2 separate regions of the Zea mays genome follow, and region 2 is linked to region 1. A link is a contact called in public Hi-C data. All regions are on one chromosome and are shown on one strand. The core of a region is the stretch at or near the end of the contact, and the rest is flanking DNA. Distances in the headings are between cores, read along the strand shown.

Evidence for each region. Hi-C and Micro-C count contacts between places; a contact is called where the count stands out from the background.
Region 2: a Hi-C map of endosperm shows a contact between it and region 1, with 4 times the contacts expected there. The contact joins the promoter of LOC100277567 here to the promoter of LOC100381459 in region 1. A contact is called at or near these places in 3 of 25 Hi-C or Micro-C datasets (ear, endosperm and leaf).

Annotation. Positions count from the first base shown.
Region 1 is chr10:24,996,120-25,003,337 of Zm-B73-REFERENCE-NAM-5.0, reverse strand. It overlaps LOC100381459, which reads left to right and starts at 3,281. Exons shown (of 8, transcript NM_001361430.1): 1 at 3,281-3,433; 2 at 3,778-4,333; 3 at 4,411-4,570; 4 at 4,721-4,769; 5 at 4,869-4,982; 6 at 5,069-5,887; 7 at 5,982-6,196; 8 at 6,302-7,218. The coding sequence starts at 3,796. The coding sequence ends at 7,082.
Region 2 is chr10:25,132,077-25,139,240 of Zm-B73-REFERENCE-NAM-5.0, reverse strand. LOC100277567 reads left to right here and starts at 5,810. Exons shown (of 3, transcript NM_001151090.2): 1 at 5,810-6,167. The coding sequence starts at 5,816.

The DNA of each region.
Region 1 (7,218 bases), core at 2,032-4,531:
TCATGGCTCGATATCATGGTCTGTGACACCGAGTGTGAGTCCAAGTCCCGGCACAATAAATCGTATAGTGTCGAGCCTTTTATTTTAGCTACCTCTACATATTTATTATGTCTTATCCACTGGCATTTTAATATAACTTATTCACTAGAGTTTTATAAAACTTTAGTGTCCAATTATAGTAAAAAAATTCAAGTGGTTAAGACACAATAAAATATTTTGAGCTAACTAAATTTAAAAAGATACCATAATTTACGGCATCAAGGCTCAGCAATGTAGAACGTGGCCTGCTATTTTAGCATCACGTCGTCAATCATGCTAGTTTTAACCTTTATTTTTGACGCCATGCTCTACAGTGTCATCTTACATTATCTAAGACTATCTCCATTAGCTTAGAAATTATATATTGCATCTTATTTTTTATTTTAAACTTTACTATATAAATATTGCAGTTTAGAGTAAAAATAATATTTTACACGAGATCCGCTCGAAACAGCCTAACCTCTGTTCTTGACGCATGACCTGTAGTACCGTGTTACCTAGACGAACGAGACCACGGTGCCGGAAAAAAAAAAGAATTCGGTGGTGTTCTTGTTGAGTCGTGTCCCTCGCATCGCATATTCGCATGTGCTCTGGCTGCGGTCTTCACGCGGCCGGTGTGCAGCATTCCCATGGCAGCTCCATACGGGTGGTGGACAGCATTGAGATGTTATGATTTGATCAGAAACAGGGGGACGCATGCCCGGTTTCCCATCCCATTTCCCAGCCTTTGTTACTTTGTGCATGGCTCTATAGCTGAAAGTTGGACCGTACCGTACCGTAGCGGTATGGTCTGGATCCATGAGGCTAACATTTTCGGTCCAGTATGACCTGAAATAATTTTAAGCTAGATCGTGCCGTACCTAGATATTAAAAGCTAGACTCGGTCTGGTCTGAAGCACGATAGACCAATGATTGTGCCGTGTCAGTCCAAATACGACACAGACAAAAAAAACTTGTATATATATCTAAAAAATACATCATCAAAATATTCATAAATTTACTATAGACTAAAAAATCGAAACCAATGTTTTCTATAATTATTATGAAGAGATAAAAAATATTGGAACATTAAATAACCATTTAAAAACCTAAGTTTGAGGTCTCAACTTCCGCAACCGTAGAATGCATGCATACATGCATGCCATTTGCACGTAGAGTAGCCCAAGTTGTTGGTTGGTAAACTTAACCGCGCGGGCGATAGCGACGAGCACGTTGGTTCTCTACTGGTCCATGCATTTTAGAATGGGGTAGTGGTTTACCAGAGCAGGACTCGTAATAATATCAGCTTGGCTCCATTCAGCTGGACGCGTTTCATTTTTTTTTTTTTTTTACACGAGTCGACCTAGAAGCTTATCTCATTGTTTCAAGAAAGAAAACCCACCAACCATCGTGTCCAATGATCCGTTACTGGAGAATGGATGATCACTACCGCTGTAACAAGCCTGCTACAATATCGAATTCTCAGCTGGTGCTGGACAACTAAAACTAATAATTAAAGGCAGCAATCTTTAATTCCGGTTACAACGCTCGGTACTAAATTAAGAGGAGCTTTTTATAGCGTGTTTGATATAGCTCCATTCTACCCTGAATCAACTTTCCTCTAAAACTCCAGGAATGAGCAGCTCTACTCTAGAGTTTTTGAGTCGTTTTGGCAAGAAGATTCCAGTCAGCTCCAGAGATGAGTGTTTCTGTGCGAGAAGACATGTAACATGTTCACCCTTGGGTTGGGTAATCTATATGTTTGCTATGGATAACGAGTCATATACAAATATATTTTTTGGCAATAAAATTTCTCAAATATAACATTGTCTCAAGAATCATCGAAACCATCAAAATCATTGCCCTCTCCTCTGCCAGCCGGCGTAAGCTCACCGGCAATCTCCCCATCGCGGAGGCCTTCAGTGTCGCATGCGCGTCTCGCACATAGAGCCATGTTTAATCTAGCGTGTACACGTGTGATCCAATGACTGGTATTCATGGATACCGTTCAGCGCTTGGTCAGCCAACGGTCACAAAACGAGTTTGCAAAAGAGCCCTTAGACTTTTCGAAAATAAACTTGGACTCCACACCAGTTATAACTAGGGTCAAAAGTATACTTTTTAGACCCTAGAAGCTATAGATAATTAATTATATGCCCCTGGTAGTTGTAAAATGAATAAAAATTCGTATATAATCCATTTTTAAATCCAAATTAATTGGTTATGGTCTCAAATACATTATAAGAAATGTCTAGAATAATCATAGGACCATTTTGTAGCATATTTTCATGATCGATGTGTTGTTTCTTATTTTTGTGCCCATGTTTGCTATATGTACGAGAGTAGACTCGGAGTGACGCAGGTGTCCTGAGGGCCCCACTTTTGAGGACCTCGAAACCCCCCGAAAAAAGTCAAGTATTTTATGCTCCTATCTCCTATTATATTAAATGCTGATTATTGTTTAGGCAACTAACTTGTATGCACTTGAAACAACTTAGGCCCTATTCGATTGTTTGAGATTGAAGCCCCAGATTAATTCCTAGCCGGATTACTTCTCTAATTTATATAGATTTTGATGAGCTGAAATGAATCCTGACTTATTCCGGTACAACCGAACAGGCCTTAGGGGTTCACGTGGAACCCAACCCATAAAGCCTGGTCATTAGCCAAACCTATACAGTACTGAGTACTGACTACTGAGTACTGGAGTATAATATATATAAGTAATTAAAAGGAAAAAAAAGGCAGAGCAGAACCGGCACCGCCGCCGAGTGCTCCTAATAAAACCGGCAGAGCGTGAGCGGTTTCACTGGTTTGCACGGCAGTCGTCGTCCCCCGCGGCTGCCGGCGGATTTGCAGCCCTAACCTTGGGGCCGCCCCCTGTATCACCTCACCAGCTGTTCAATTGTTCATCACAGTCACACCGCCCGCCGCGCCCTTCAATCAATCATCATGCTGCGTCGTCCGTCCCTTTGGCCTTTTGCCGTCTGTCCCTCACCCAGCAGCTCTAGAAAACTGTCCCGGTGACCCAGACCCGTCCAAGTCCCCATCCATGGCACCTCGTAGCTGGACGCCTGGACTGCTGCTGCACAAGCACAAGCACAGCTACCAAATCCAGTCCTGGGCCCTACTGGTAACCAAGTTGTGTTGTGTGTAGTTGTGTACGTGCCCTATTGCATTGCAGCTCTATTTGCGTTGTCTATCTATACTATATATATATCCTCCACGATCCACACGTCTCAGCGGCAGCGCTCAGAGGTCACAGCACACAGACAGCATTCATTCTTTCTTCTCCGTCAGTTCCCTCCACTGCCTTCTTGGAGCTGAAGCTCTGCACCCTTCTCCTCTCCCCACAATTGGATCACGCCCTATCTGTCCGTCCATCCGGCCTCAAGATTCCACGGCGCTGCGCAAGGTGAGGCTGTCCCTGCTCTTTTTTCTCACCTTCTGTTGTCACCTTCCACAAATCTGTTATGGCCGTCGTCGGTCCAGTCCACCCATGGTGGAAAGTGATAGCAAATCCCGCAGAGAATATGAATATGGCGCCATTTCTCCTCTTGCCGCTACGTACGTACGTAACATCCAAGATTCATTAGATTTTGCATGCGCTACTAGTACACTACTAGATACAGTACTTCGACGTCATCTGATGGAAGCATGAGCAAGAACTTGATGCAAGCGTTGCTCTTCTTTCTCCTGCTGCTAATTAAATTCTTCCCTTCTCATACTAGCGTGCCTCACGCAATGAATGCCATGCAGGACCTTCCATCCATTGCCATGTCGTCAAACCAGAACGAGAGCGGCGGCGGCGGCGGCGCGGGACCGCCGCTGCCGACGGCGTTCAAGAGCCCGTCCACGGACGGCAAGAGCGGCAGCCGCCGGAGCACGCGGTTCAAGGACGAGGACGAGTACGTGGAGGTCACGCTCGACGTCCGGGACGGCGGCGGCGGCGGCGACGACGTCGCCGTCCTGGCCATCAAGGACGACGTCCGCGACGACACGCAGGACGCCGCGTCGCTCCTGGACCGCCCGGCGCCCGGCGGGGCGGGGGGCGGCCTGTCCTCCAAGCTCAGGGCAGCGCGCGCGCGCCTCGGCCGCATCGCGTCGGGGAAGCGCGCCGCGGTGCCGCTCTCGGCGCTGCTCCGCCGCGACCCCGACCGCGCCAGGCTCGACAGGAGCGTCGTCACCGCGCTCAGGGGCCTCCAGTTCCTCAACCAGGCCGCCGTCACCGAGGGCTGGCCCGAGGTCGAGAAGCGCTTCCACCGCCTCGCCGTCGACGGCTTCCTCCTCCGCTCGCGATTCGGCCAGTGCATCGGTGAGTCACCGTCCACCACTCTTCTTTCTTGCATCTCTCTCTCTCTCTCCACTGCTTCTCTAAACCATTTGCTGCAGGGATGGTCGGATCCGAGGAGTTTGCGGCGCAGATCTTCGACGCCCTGGCACGGCGAAGGGGGATCACGGCAATGGTGCTCACCAAGGATCAGGTCCGGGAGTTCTGGGAGCAGCTCTCTGATCCAGGATTCGATGCCAAGCTTCAGACCTTCTTTGACATGTATGTCATGACTCATGACTGGTTTACCCACTCCTATAGTCCAGTTTTTCCTCTGCTACCAGTGGTCAAGTCAAGTGCATTCCGATACGACTTTCAGAAACTTTTAAGTCTGTTGATGTCTGAACTTGCTTGATTGTTAACTTGTTGCAGGGTTGACAAGAATGCCGATGGTCAGATCACTGAGGAGGAGCTCAAGGAGGTAATGTAACTAGTCGATGAAATGGATCAATGGTCCCCAACAAACATTGCTCAATTCAGTTATAACAATCTAAACTTTCTGAATTTCTTGCACCATCAGGTCCTCACTCTGACTGCCTCTGCGAACAAGCTGTCCAAGATCCTGGAGCGTGTGGACGAGTACACGGCGCTGATCATGGAGGAGCTCGATCCTGACAGCCTTGGCTACATCGAGGTTATTACTCTTTGCTTTGCAGTTTGCTTGCCCTCCCAATTCTGTATCAGCTTGACACTGACCTCCGAACCAATCAAACAAAACAGATCGCGAACCTGGAGTCGCTGCTGCTGCAGCCGCCGTCGCAGGCGCCGACGAGGTTGGTGACGCACAGCTCCAACATCAGCCAGCTGATCAGCCAGAGGCTGGCGCCAGCGCGCGACGACGGCCCGCTCCGGCGCGGCGCCAGGGCCGTGCTCTACTTCGCGGAGGACAACTGGAAGCGCGTCTGGGTGATGGCGCTCTGGCTGGCCATCAACGCCGGACTCTTCACCTGGAAGTTCCTCGCGTACCGGCGCCACCCCACGTTCGACGTCATGGGCTACTGCGTCTGCGTCGCCAAGGGCGGCGCCGAGACCACCAAGTTCAACATGGCGCTCATCCTGCTCCCCGTGTGCCGGAACACCATCACGTGGCTGCGGTCCCGGACCAGGCTCGGCGCCGCCGTCCCGTTCAACGACAACATCAACTTCCACAAGGTGGTCGCCGGCGGCGTGGCGGTCGGCGTGGCGCTGCACGCCGTGACGCACCTCACGTGCGACTTCCCGCGGCTGCTGCACGCCAGCGCCGCCGCGTACGAGCCCATGAAGGCGTACTTCGGCCAGCGCCGGATCCCCAACTACTGGTGGTTCGTCAGGGGCGTGGAGGGGATCACCGGCGTCATCATGGTCGTGCTCATGGCCGTCGCCTACACGCTGGCGCACCCGTGGTTCCGCCGGGGGAAGCTCAGCGAGGGCAACCCGCTGCGCCGGCTCAGCGGCTTCAACATGTTCTGGTACTCGCACCACCTCTTCGTCATCGTCTACGTCGCCTTCGTCGTCCACGGCGTCTGCCTCTACATCAACAGGACGTGGTACAAACAGACGGTAAAGCATTTCAGTGGCTTAGCTTGCTTTGAGAATTTATTCTAATCAACTTTTCAGTGACTTTCAGTTCCTCACAACAAATGCGCATTTTCAGACATGGATGTACCTCGCCATTCCCATCCTTCTCTACGCCGGCGAGCGGCTTCTCCGGGCGCTGAGGTCCCATGGCCTCACCACCGTGAGGATCGAGAAGGTTGCCCTGTACCCCGGGAATGTCATCGCCATTCACATGAGCAAGCCGCATGGGTTCAGCTACAAGAGCGGGCAGTACATCTACGTCAACTGCGGCGAGGTCTCGCCCTTCGAGTGGTAAAACCCGCCTCCGTCATTATTTTGCCGGGCCCGGCGTCGGCGACGGAGATCGCGCGCCATGGATGTTGATCTATCAGTTGCTCAATCCATTCGTGGCTGCAGGCACCCGTTCACCATCACCTCGGCGCCCGGCGACGACTACCTGAGCATGCACATCCGGTGCCGCGGCGACTGGACGGCCAGCTTCAGGGCGCTCTTCGCGCAGGTGTGCCGGCCGCCCGCCGCCGGCCAGAGCGGCCTCCTGCGGGCCGACTTCGCGTCCTCCACGGCGGCCGGCGGCGGCGGGAAGCTGCCGAAGCTGCTGATCGACGGGCCCTACGGCGCCCCCGCGCAGGACTACCGCAAGTACGACGTGCTCCTCCTCATCGGTCTCGGCATCGGCGCCACCCCGCTCATCAGCATCGTCAAGGACGTGCTCAACAACATCTCGGACAACAAAGACGAAGAGCAGCCGGCGGAGTTCATGACGCGGCGCGTGTACTTCTACTGGTGCACGCGGGAGGAGGGCTCCTTCGAGTGGTTCCGCGGCGTGATGAACGAGGTGGCGGAGCGCGACGCCCGCGGCGACGTGGTGGAGCTCCACAACCACTGCACCAGCGTGTACGAGGAAGGCGACGCGCGGTCGGCGCTGCTGGTGATGCTGCAAGCGCTGCACCACGCCAAGAGCGGCGTCGACGTGGTGTCCGGGACGCGGGTGCGCACGCACTTCGCGCGGCCCAACTGGCGGGACGTCTTCAAGCGGGTGGCCTGCAACCACCAGGGCCAGCGCGTCGGCGTCTTCTACTGCGGCGACCAGAAGGTCACGCCGGAGCTCCGACGCCTGTCGCAGGACTTCTCGCACAAGACCACCACCAAGTTCGTCTTCCACAAGGAGAACTTCTGATGTGGACCACCACGAAGCAGGACATGATAGTTTCATTCGTGAAGCAAGTTATTCCTGGTGTGTTTTAGGGTAGGACAAAAACGCTTGACATATGTATATGTGGATAATAACGTATGTAGTATCTAGTAATTAAGCA
Region 2 (7,164 bases), core at 4,561-7,060, 130 kb before region 1:
GTGTGCTTAAGTTTATAAATTTCAGATTCCACCTATTCACCCCCCTCTAGGCGACTTTCACTGTTCTTTTTTCTTCTTTTCCGTCCTTTTTCCCTTCTTTCTTCTCCTTTTTTCTTTTTTTATTGCAGGGGCCTAAACCCTTTTTACTATGACAACCCAAACAACAAGGTTATTGCTAACAACCACTTTAAAATCAGATTTAACAAACCCTGTTAATACAACCGGTGCAAAAATCTCTACGATGATTGCGGAGCACTCAGAATGAATTTTGAGGCAAAGCTAGATCCATTGGAAAGAAGACAAGATAATCTTTCCAGATTGTATTTAAACTTCCAAATTGGACTTTAGATGTATCCGTGGTGGAAAAAACGAACCAGAGATGTTTATGGTGATGGTGGATCTCGTGGTGACCAAAACGTGATAGAACTCAAAACTCTAAAGGAATAAACTAAGACCAGCAACTCGACACAACCGATGCAACCAAAAACTCAACAAGCCCTAACTAAGTAGTACTAGTAACGGCTCAAGGGTTTCTAGGATTGCGGTAAAACTAATCTACTATTTTTGGCTTTTTCTAGACTATAGGAGATAAGAAAACAACGACGAACAGTAAATCTCTCACCGACAAACCTTGTATTGATTACCATCTGATGTGCACCCATCGGGTGAATTCCCGATCTTTCGATGAAAAGGTGTGCAACAACTCGATTGGTGGAGGAGACGACGTTTAGGGCCTGACTACAGCCTTCCAAGGATGTTGTGCCTTAGCAACCGATACACCACCTTCTATGGCTGTCATGATCTAGTGGAGCGCGACACCCCATCTGCTAGGGCATTCGTCCTGCAAGCAATCGAAGAACTAGCAAGAACAAGTAGAACAAGTACTGAATTACCAGATATAAATGTAGGTTTCAAACTCAATCTCTAATAAGGTGGGGTTCCGAAGACGAGAAGACGGGTGGTTGAACCAGCACACACGCTTACAAGTAAGTAGCGAGAGCTAAACTTGATCTAAACAAAACATGTTGTTCTTGGTGGTGGCTAGGGGGTTTATAAACATGGGAGGACGACCACAAGGGTGTTGGGGTTGTGCTGCAACCCTAGGATGCATCCCTAATGGACCCAATTTGATACACGACCCATTGGGCCAAAATAGGGTGACACAGCACCATGGGCAGAAAAGGTAGGAAAGGTCTTGGTAAGCAAACGATAATTGTGGCGGCCGCACAAAAGATATGACTATAATTCCAAATCCATATGAAAGTAGACTTGATAAGCTTTTCATGTAGTACTTGATCACCCAAATTAGAGCACACATGTGATCGTGGTGACCGTCACAAGTTGGTGTGCTTCTATAGTCCGAATCCAGCCTGCTCAAATCCTTTTCCCTTTCGATCTTCTCCCTAGTTCCTAAGCAAAACAAGTGTGCATGGGTCTCCATGATCTAAATATGATGACCATGAACTCAAGTGTGTACTCACCTGAAGGTTGTGTTGACAAACACGAGCGTGAGTAATGGGACCAGAAATTGGTACTTGTATTGACATGGATGTATCAGTGGTGTGGATGCCCTCATCAGGTTACTCGGCGGAGAGTTGGTCATCCACTCCACCTCGCGGGGTTGCTCGGCAAGGAGTTGGAAGTCTGTTCTGCCTTGCAGGGTTGCTCGACAGGGAGTTAATCGTCTGTTCCGCCTCGCATGGTTGCTCGACAGGGAGTTGATCGTCTATTTCGCCTCACAGGGTTGCTCGACATAGAGTTGGTCGTCTGTTCCACCTTGCAGGGTTGCTCGGTAGAGAGTTGGTGGTCTGTTCCACCTCGTAGGGTTGCTCGACGGAGAGTTGGTTGTTCGCTCTGCCTCGTGGGTTTTCTTGACAAGGGATCATTTGGTCGGCTAGTGGGCCGTTTTAAGGAGTTTCTTGGGCCTCCTTCGAGCACCCTATTCCTGGGTGCCCAACATATATATATTAAAATGAATTTCTAAAACAACCGCTAAATAAACTAAACACAAATCGTACCTGACAAATAATATCATGTTTATATATGAGATTAAACCCATGTCAACGCTAGAGGAAACTCTTCGTTCCTTAGCGATGAGATCGTTTGTAGTTACTTCGCTGAAATTGGGTCACTGACGAGCTAGACCCACACGTCAATGACCAAACTTTATAGGAAGTAATTGTATAAGATATGTTCCCCATTCAGTGTTGAGGTATGTTCCTTAGCGACGAGATCCTTAGCAATCAGTGTTGAGGTTGAGCCTAAAGGCTTGATGAAGATCGTAGAACATTGTAGTGTAGATCAACACGGCAAGCAGTCACATGATTGCTGTAAAAAATATTATTCACTTCAACTCGTATAGGTTCTTCATTAGAACGAGATTTCAAAGAAACTGCTCTTTCCATACATCGTTGTCACACGGACATAACAGATGGATAGGGCTTGAGATCGCTCAGCGATCAAGGAACAATTTGCTCTCTTGCAAAAACATACTAGATGGTTTGCTTTCTTATGTTTAGAAGAAGGATGTCCCCCTTGAGATAACCTTACACAAAAAGAAAGGAAATTGATTCATGCATGATCTACATGGTCTCATTAATTTGGTTGCAAACTTAATTTACAAGATATCATGGAGATTAAAGTAGTTGTCGGTTTGGGGTACCCACTCCTGCTGGGTAAAGGCAGGACCCCTATGGTTACCCATAGCCACAGATGACGAGCGGTCTGCCCTGACTTAGTTCTCGAGCCCGTCCGATAGGCCCGATCGCCTCTGAACCGGTGCTACCACGGGTCCCGTCGGTGGGCTTGCTTGGTAGTTACAGCTTGGGATAGGACCACCGTGGGATGGTCTCGGCCCCCCACGTGTGCCATCCGGACCTCCGGTCAGGGAAGATCTGGTGCCTCCACGTGTCCGGGCCATCGCGGGTGGAACCTGGACCCCCATGAGTCCTTTCTGGACCCAGACCAAGGGAGGTCCCGAGCTGCCACGTCTGCATGTTTCCCCAGCCAATGCTCTCCGCCCAGGCAGGGGGTATGTTGCTGCCACATGGCCTGTGGCGCATCACGGAAGCTGCTAGGCGTCGCTTGATGCGGGCCTCTAGCAATGGTGGCCGCCGGCATTAAAGACGGGCAAGACGCTTGCCTGTTCACACAAGTGGCCGGTGGCGTGCGATCGCATTAAATGTAGGCGGTGTGTGCAATCTGCAAGCTCTAAGGCGCTCCAGTAACCCACGCGTTATCGAAGGTGAATACCATTGACCCACTGCACCACGTGTGGGTAACTCCCATCATGACGCCCGCTGTTCTCACTACGACACCAGGCGAAAAGACAGGCAGAGGGGATGGGACAACACCGTCCACCTACTCACCTATGCAAGACGACGGGCTAGGCTACGCCATAACCTATGCCAAAGCCTTCATCCACACGTTGACAAGACGGAGTGAAGATGAGCCCGCACGACGACCAAGGGATGACACCTACCCACTGCGGAAAAAGACCTTGGTCCATCAGCCCTTCCCGTCGCTCAGTGCTTCATATTTTTAGTATGCATGGGCCCACCTGTCGAGCCCAACTCTCTTGTATGTGCTCCTCTTAGCCTATAAAAGGAGGGCACATGTGTTGCAAGGGAAGGGACTGAAGCCCCCTGGGGACGAGAACCCCCAGAGACGAGCACACTTGAACTCCCTCGGAGGCATCTCCATCCAGACCTAGCTAGGCTTTCTCAAGCTCTCCACAATAGAACTCAGAGTGGAAGAGGGTATTATGCTTCGGCGGTCCGAACCACTCTAAATCCTTGTGTGTTCTTATGTCCATCCATCTCATTAGGCAAAACCTAGGAAGTCCCCTGTTTTTGGAATTAGGCGGGTGCATTCTGCCACCTGGCTGTAGTTTACTCTCCGACAGCAGTGCTGGTGCTAAAGAAATGTTGACAAGAAAATTCGAAACCAAACAAAAGTTGACAGCAAACAAGATGCCATAACATTCTATTTGCTAGCACCATCCATAATTTTAAAAATTCACTTTGATGCCATGAAACAGTTTGCTACCACCATTCAGAATTCAGCCATGTTCAAGATTACAACACGACACAGGAAATTTAGTTTGCTACCATCATCCAAAAATGGGTACTTTGAGACGTGACTCATTTTGTACAGCGACAATGAATAGTGACCCATTTTAATAAATTCCTCGTCAAATGATTTATCTCCATATTTATTTATTTCATTTATATATTCTCATATACGTTTTGTGCTAAGGGCATGTTTGGAACTACATAGTTTTTAAAAATTGATTTATATAAATTGGGATGGTTACAAACATGTCAATTTATGCTCTTGTTTCTAGAAACTGGATTCTCCGTTTTTAAAGTTTTTAAGAAACTAAGATGCTGGTATTCCCTAGCTAAAGCCAATTTTTTCCTGTCAAACTACATACTGCCCTTAGTTGGCTTGGTGAAAATTACGGTGATTGCCACCACTCTCAGATCTATGCATGTGATCCCATCGATGCCCGTTTTGCCCAATTTGAAAGTTAAATTATTATTTGAAAATTTTGAACTAAAAATATGAGTTCAACCTATATTTAAAACTGGCAGCAAAGAAAAATGGAGGGAACAATTGAATCAACTTCTTGTAAAATAGAGTAGGCGTAGACTTATCTTTGTATATAAAAAAGCTAGAAACTAGTTTCCAAGAGACATACATACCAAGTTTTCTTTATAACCCAATTTCTAGAAACTCGTGATAGGAACTAATTTCATAGAAACTATGGTGCTTCCAAGCAAACCATAAGTATACCTATTTTCTTCTTTCCATGTTATCAAATTACTTATACAGTACTAATAATTATAGCTTCATCTACATACATAGAGTTTAATATAGCAAGTATCGCCCTCCATCGGCTTAGACCATCAACAATGATTCCTCTAAATTTTCCCCCTATATTCTACTTTTGCACCACGACGTTAAGATTCCACCCCTATTTTTTCCGTACCAGTTTCGCATAAATTCTTCCCCTATACCCCACTACAATCATAAAATATCATTTTTATATATATATATTTATCATCTATTATTAATTTTTTTTCTCTACTAACAATTACCCGTGGTTACAAAATACAAGAACAACACAATGTATAAGGGTGCGTTTGGTTGAATGTACGAGGAGGGATGGAATGAGGCGGCCACGTCTTCTATAGTGTTTGGTTGAGAGTCAAGCATGAACGAGGTGAACCCCGAAGTGATTTTTGGGGCGACGTGATCCCAAAAAATCAAAGAGACGGTGTCGTCCCCGACTCATCTAACTTTGATATCAAACCAAACACACCTAAAAGGACACTACGACAACATAGAAAAACTGCCGCCACGGTATAGAGGTGAGAATAGGTATGTGCGCTGTGGCATTTGGCGGGCTACTGTAGACGCCATACAGGGGAGTGGCAGACGCTGCAGTCGATCTTACCGGCCACCAACATCAACCGTTCTTTTGTGAAACCCTCTGCTGGAATACACGAGCGTAGTATACTGGTACTGGATTTATCCACGCTAAGAAGAATGTTCATTTCGTATTAAAGCCGACTATTCAGACTATTTTAATCGTAATCTATAAAGACAAAACAAAGTAGTAGACGTTAACCTAATTAAAGCCAAGGTAACAGAATAAAGATTATTTAGCGTGTTTGCTTGCTGTCCTGATCTGGCACCGCTGGCGATTCAGCTCAATCCAGTCACAGTTGTGCAGCAAAATGTTATTTTAAAAAAACTGGTTCTGAGTTAGTTTTAAATAAAACACGGTACGAGTTCGGTGAGCACGTAAATGACTTCCGTGGGGACGGGCCGAAAACCCAACACGTCGCGCCCAAAACCGCCGACCAAGGCTCGCACACGCCGTGGCCGCCCCGCGCGCTCGCCCGCCGCGTCGTCCCTGTCCCTGATCCATCCCCAGTCCCCAGCAGTCCAGCGGCCACCTCCCGCTCGCCGCCGCTTGTGGCCGGAGGACCGGAGGTACATGGGCCAGGCTCTGCGCCGCGCCTCGGGGCGCGTGAAGCCCCCTCCCGCGCCCTCGCCGCCCGCGAGGCAACCCCACCCTCCCCCGCCTCCGCCCCAGGCGTCGCCGGCGCCCGCTGGCGGCGCGACGCAGGACCGGCTCGACGGGCTATCTGGTGACGGTAGGGCCTGCTGTTGCTTCCCCTGGCTTCTCCACTCTAGGATTTAGCTTGCTCTCTTTGATGTGCTGCTAAATCGCGTGACATTGCGCCTTGCCCTTGCTACTGGAGGCCGCTCGCTTTGCCTACTCGGGGTCCGCTGATGCTTGCATTTCTGTAGCCTAGTAAGTCTTTACGGTGTGACGTGATTGTGGATAAATTCTGTCATAGATAACTCAGGATTGGTTAGGACTTAAAAGCTACCTCTTGATTCTGGGGCCTCTTTTGTGTTTTCTTGTGCTATGGAACACTGGAATGTATGCCAGCGCTTACAACGGCTCTGTAGAAATGTGATATCACCACTTTACTGTGCCTATTATGCCTCATTTAACCCACAATATTGAATCTACTACAGCGGATGCCTACTGGCTACAGGCACCAAATTGGACTTTTGCATAGGGCCTTCCCACCACACTAGCATTTTAGAAGAAGGAAAAGTATGACAATATGTATTGGTGATCTTTTGACTCAATACATGACACTGTGTTCTTGTGTGTGTGTGTGTGTGTTTGGGTGGTTGCGATCCATCAGAATTCAATGCTGATGTGAATTCATCACCTAAATGTTTCAGCAAATTTCTCTGATTGATGGCTTTTGTTGTTCAGCACTCACTCTTTTAGCTTACTTCTAGGATAGTAATAGTCAGTTTTTAAATTAGTAAAACCATTGTAAGGGGCACAGCACCTCTTGTGGATCATAATATACATCAGTTTTACAACATTGGGTTCGATTGAACAATGGTACTAAACGGAAATGCTTTAAAAGCTTATAAGAAATAATTGTTTAATGATGTAGCTGTGAATCGGAATCCTACATATGAAGTTCCTATTGGGAAATATGAGCTGTTCCCACAAATAATACATTCTTCTCTAAAGGACACTCCTCTCTGTGAACTCTGATTCGTTTTAAAACCTTGGATCGACTTGGATCTGCTGATTCTAAATTCTGGTACTTAAAGCCC